Linked DNA regions of Sus scrofa: region 2 is linked to region 1. The links are chromatin contacts, called in public HiChIP or PLAC-seq maps. All regions are on one chromosome and are shown on one strand. Each heading gives the region's core, a stretch centred on a gene start, on an enhancer-like site or on the middle of the called end of the contact. The rest is flanking DNA. Distances are from core to core; before and after follow the strand shown. Region 1 overlaps KLHL2 (kelch-like protein 2). Region 2 holds the start of TMEM192 (transmembrane protein 192).

Region 1 (2,787 bases), core at 157-2,656:
ACATCAGAGTACACATATCTTTTTGAGTCATGGTTTTCTCTGGATAGATGCCCAGGAGTGGGATTGCTGGATGCTGGGAAAACTGGACAGCCACATGTAAAAGACTGAAATTAGAACACTTCCTAACACCATACACAAAAATAAACTCAAAATTGATTAAAGACCTAAATATAAGACCAGATAGATACTATAAAACTCTTAGAGGAAAACGTAGGCCAAACACTCTCCAACATGAACCACAGCAATGTCTTCTCAGATCTACCTCCTTGAGTAATGACAGTAAAACCAAAAATAAACAAATGGGACTTAATTAAACTTAAAAGTTTCTACACAGCAGAGGAAACCCTAAACAAAACAAAAAGACAACCCACAGAATGGGAGAAAATATTTGCAAATGAAGTGACTGACACATGGTTAATCTCCAAAATTTATAAACACCTCCTGCAGCTCAATACCAAAAAAAACAACCCCATCAAAAAAATGGGCAGAAGATCTCCAAAGAACATACAGATGGCCAAAAAACACATGAAAAGATGTTCAGCATCACTAATCATTAGAGAAATGCAAATAAAAACCACTCTGAGTTACCACCTTACACCAGCCAGAATGGCCATCATCAAAAAGTCTGTGAACAGTAAATCATAGAGAGGGTGTGAAGAGGGAACCCTATTACACTGTTGGTGGGAATGTAACTTGGTGCAAACACTGTGGAAAACAGTATAGAGATTCCTCAGAAAACTGAAAATAGAGTGACCATTTGATCCAGCAATCCCACTCCTGGACATCTATCCAGAGTTGGAGATTTTAGAGAAATCTTGGGTTAAAAATAATGGAAGAAACAGCTGTAAAAAAGGGTGGTATGGGGGAGGTATGCCTGAAGACCATACACCCTCATTTTCTTCTTTCCATGACACCTTCGCCTTTCCCCTGCATTTATATATCATTGGAAATGACATCAGTTACAGATGTATTCTGCTTAAAAGCCTTTCTTAAAACTTTAAATACTTCTGGAAGGGATTTGTCCTGGATAAGTGTTGTGTTATTAATTATTAATATGAATTAATAAGATGGGTTTTTTTGGGCGGTTGAACTTGCAGTATATGGAAATTCCTAGGCTAGTGGTCAAATCAGAGCTGCAGCTGCGGTCCTATGCCATAACCACACCAGTTCCAAGCCACATCTGCAACCTACACTGTGTGATGCTGGATCCTGTAACCCACTGAGCAAGGCCAGGTATCAAACCTGAATCCTCATGGATCCTAGTCAGGTTCTTAACCTGATAAGCCACAAATGGAACTCCCGAGATGGCTTTCCTTTTGACCCTGCTGGCAGTACCTATCTTGAGGGGTGGAGCTTGAGTTGGAGTGTGTTGGAAGGAGGAGGGGAGTAGATGTATTTAGATGATGAATCACTTAGCCGGAAAGGCAGATCTGGGTGGAGAATCACAGCTGGGTGCACAGCAGAGAGAGGGCAGGATGCCAGTTACAAACACTTCCTATGTCAAAATTCTGTCTCCGGTCAGGCCTGCATCCCAGAAAGAGGAAGGAAACGCTCTTCTTCCTTCCCTGTACCCACTGCCCCCTGAAGTTAAGCAGTCAAGTAGTATTATTGTGTTCATTGCTTTTGTGGCTTATTAATATTTTTAATACCATCTCTATGAGTAAATGTGCAGTGGGTGTCATGCAGCCAGTTGAAAAAATAAACTGTGGAACATGATTTATTTGTAAATTGGGGACTTAAATGTAGATTGGTTTTTTAAAAATTTATTTGTTTTGGCCGTGCCCATGGCACACAGAAGTTCCCAGGCCAGGGATCAAACCTGTGCCACAGCAGTATTTCGAGCCACTGCAGTGACAATGCTGGCCTCTTAGCCACTGAGCCACCAGGGAACTCCCAAATGTAGATTTTAGAAGATGTGTGCTAATGAAAGTTACAGGTTAAGTTTCATAATGAGACATTTTTAGTCTGAACAATGTATAGCTACTTTAAGTTTGGGGGTTATTTCTACCCTCCGCTCATGCCCTTTGGACAGCTGTTTCCTTGTTTGTTTTTATGTCATTCCTGGCACTTTAAATAAACAAGCGCTTCTGATACAAATATAAAATGGCTGGTAAATGAATAAAAATCTGCTTTTTAGGTGTACACTGACTGTAATATTAACAGTGACTGAACTGTAAGCATCGTCTTTGCATGTTTTCCTAGACATCTGGAAATCTTACGTCTATGGAATAATCAGATCTCTTGGTAGTGTATTCTAATAAACACACTGCTAATGGTTCAGGATTTAAAAGATTTACGGAGTTCCCGTTGTGGCGCAGTGGTTAACGAATCCGACTAAAACCATGAGGTTGCGGGTTCGGTCCCTGGCCTTGCTCGGTGGGGTAAGGATCTGACGTTGCCGTGAGCTGTGGTGTAGGTCGCAGACAAGGCTTGGATCCCACGTTGCTCTGGCTCTGCCGTAGGCCGGTGGCTACAGCTCCGATTAGACCCCTAGCCTGGGAAACTCCATATGCCGCGGAAGCCGTCCAAGAAATAGCAAAAAGACAATAAATAAATAAAAATAAAAGATTTACTACATAAATTGTTTCCCCCTGTGGAGTAAGTGCCCAAGCTGAAAATAAACTACAGATCCTGATAGCCAAGCAGAAGGAGTGTACTTGTCTAAACGAAACATCTTCTGTGTAATTTGGCTTGTCAGACAACATGAAATAGGATGAAAGCATCTTCCTTTAAAATGTGCAGCTGGTTAAGAGTGTCTTTGGGTGCTCGTTGTTTGGCTTGGGTGTC
Region 2 (2,787 bases), core at 92-2,591, 160 kb before region 1:
AGAAATCATATCCATAAAATACCAAAAGCAGACAACCTTCTCAGATCTAAAGTGATTTAGCTATATAGCTGTTGGTGAAACATTACTCTCCAATGTTTGGTGAAACAAATTTCTAGGATTGCATGCATCCTAAAACTAAAAGCTATAGATTCAAGAATCCTAGGGCAGCCTAGCACCAACCAAGAGGCATTTACTGCACATATTTTTCTAAGAGTCTCTCCTTTTCCTCTCAGAAACTCATATTCTCCATACATTGTCAGTTCATGAATTTCATCCTTAAAAAATTTAGAAACAAAGAACTTTTCTTTAAATATATGTCTCAAATCTATTTCCAGGAATTACAGTAAGCATTCATTTTCTCAACTGAAACTGAATTTTTAAGTCTTATTACGAGAAACTGGTTTTTATTCAGTCAAGATAACTGAACTTCAGTCATTATTTGCATAAGAATCTAAGGCCTTGTGGGGCCTGTGAGGCCGGAACTGTGTTTCATGTGTCCTGCTGGAGTCACCTCATTCAGTAGTAGGATCACAGTAATATTTCTATTAATTTATTAACCCAAATTAGTGCTTTAATATAACTGCCAACTTTTCGTTTCTCTTAGGCAATAATTTATTTTGTGCCAATGGGCAACCTAGGGAATTGTGGACACAAATACACGCTTCCCCTAAAAATGTTTTAATACATTCAAGCAAAGATTTTTGCTTATAACTAGGGCACTGCTTTTTTAGTAATCCGGTTTGGATCCATCTACTTAGAAATTTAAAAATCCCTTCATTCCTACCATGCCATGATTCAAAACATCTCGACATTGTTTTTCTCCAATGTGGGTTTCCGGGCGATGACAGCGACAGGTCTGCCCGTGGGACGCCGAAGCCGGTCCAGGTCACAGCCTTCCAGGCCAAGGCCTGGGGCCTCGAGGAGCAGAACTCGGCTCTGCGCCCGGGTCCACACCTGCACCGCGGGCTGCTCCAGCTCTGGGACCCAAGATGCACCCGTACGGGGCTAAGCGTCCAGCCTCCCCCCATTAAATAAGCCGGCCTGGCGCGAGGCGTACTCCGCGGACTCCCGCTTGCCTCCTGCCAGGGTCCCAGGCCCAGGCAGCCCCGCGCAGGAGACGCCCCTCCAGTCAATGTTGCGCCCACCCCCATCTCCGCCCAGCGCGCCCAGCACCGAAAGAGAGGCTCCAGGCTGGCCGCCGGCCACCTGCATCTGCACACTCACATCCTCCATACTGCCCGCCGCCGGAGGCCGCAGCCCCGCCGCCTGGCCTCCAAACCTGCTCTCGGTGCCTGCTTCCGGGACCCGCCCCTGGACCGGCACCTCGCTCCCGATTGGCAGAGGCGCAGAGGGCGGGCTCCAGCGCTTCGCTCAAGGGCCCACTTCCAGAAGCGTTCCAGGACCCGCCCCCTCACTCTCTATTGGCAGAGGGAGCGGAATGACTGGCCACGCCCCTCGCTTCCAATTGGCAGATGCAGAGACAGCGACACAGACACCTCGATTTCAATTGGCAGAGGCGGAAGGGGGCGTGACTCTCGCCGAAGACCCGCCCAGGGAGGCTGGTGCAGGTGAGAGGTCTTGGGTGCCTGAGAGTGCCTTGGTTGCGATCTCTTGTCCAGTGCGTGGTTGGCAGGAGAATTGGGCACTAAAGCATGCGTTCCAAGTCCCAGAGTTTGAACTACTTTCGGCCACCACTCATTTCTTTGAACATTAAGTTTTCTTGGTGTTCCTTAATTTTCGCTTGCAGCACACCTCTGTGCATAGAACCAGCGGTAGAATCCCAGGTTCGCATTTATAGATCAGAACTCCACCAGCAGAGGGAGCCAAAGCGAATAAAGACTGATTTCTGTGATACATTTAACAGATTTCACCAGTACATGAGGCAGTAAGGAATTTTTAGGGCTGTCATGGGTTTGGGAGGGTGTTTTTTTGTTTTGCTTTTGTTATTTTTGGCGTAGCCCACTGGTCTGCAGAAGTTGGGGGGGCGGGGTCAGGAACTGATCCTGAGCTGCAGTTGCCACCCAAGCCATAGCAGTGATAGTGTGGATCCTTAACCCTCTAGGCCACCAAGGAATTCTCCAGGTTTGTTTGTTTGTTTGTTTGCTTGCTTGCTTGCTTGTTTGTTTTTAGGGCCGCAGCTGCAGCAGGTGTAAGTTCCCAGGCTAGAGGTTGAATCAGAGCAGCAGCTGCCAGCCTACACTACAGCCACAGCAATGCCAGAACCAAGCCACAGCTGAGTGAAGCCAGGGATTGAACCCACATCCTCATGGATACTAGTCGGGTTCTCAAGCAGCTGAGCCACATGGATAACTCATCTATGGGTTTTTAAGCGGAACTGAAAATGAAACGATTACATTTTCTGAAAATTCACTAGTATTCTTAAGCAACAAGGAAAGTAAAATTTTCTGTTTATAACCAGTCCCCACAGATAATGCTGATACTAGAGTAGCAAATACTATCATACTTTTTAATGCTTATTTGCACATTGTTTTTGGTGTAATCTTGTTTACACCATTGGTGAAATAAAATCATTTAAATATCAGCAAAGAAAAAGATAGTCTAATTCTCCACTTGCTCTTTGAAAATCTCACAAAATTTAAAAATTTTTAAAATCTCCTGAGTTTCCATGAATTATTTCCTAAGAGCCTTATCTGTATATGTTTTTCCCCTTGATGTTTTATTTCTAAAATGTTAAAACCTATGGAAATGTTGAAAGACTAGTACAGTGAACATCCATGTACCCCCACATGGATTCAACAGTTACATTACACAAACTCATTACACTAA

The links. HiChIP or PLAC-seq counts read pairs in DNA pulled down with a chosen protein or histone mark.
Region 2: a contact with region 1 is called in an H3K27ac HiChIP or PLAC-seq map of alveolar macrophages. The contact joins the promoter of TMEM192 here to the enhancer-like site in region 1. A contact is called at or near these places in 2 of 5 promoter capture datasets (fetal liver and liver), 5 of 47 Hi-C or Micro-C datasets (blood, embryonic fibroblasts, fibroblasts and 2 more) and 1 of 2 datasets of contacts at active chromatin or transcription factors (alveolar macrophages).

What each region holds. Positions count from the first base shown.
Region 1 is chr8:43,801,735-43,804,521 of Sscrofa11.1, reverse strand. All of the region lies in intron 4 of KLHL2 (kelch-like protein 2), which reads left to right. Among named protein-coding and RNA genes, the nearest start is that of MSMO1, 64 kb to the right of the region's middle. Within about 2 kb of position 1,406, at least 8 of the 83 cell types and tissues checked have an H3K27ac peak or open chromatin away from gene starts, as enhancers often do. A contact at or near this core is called in alveolar macrophages and retroperitoneal adipose tissue, where this site is marked.
Region 2 is chr8:43,959,224-43,962,010 of Sscrofa11.1, reverse strand. It overlaps TMEM192 (transmembrane protein 192), which reads right to left and starts at 1,341. Exons shown (of 6, transcript XM_003128993.5): 1 at 1,225-1,341. The coding sequence starts at 1,233.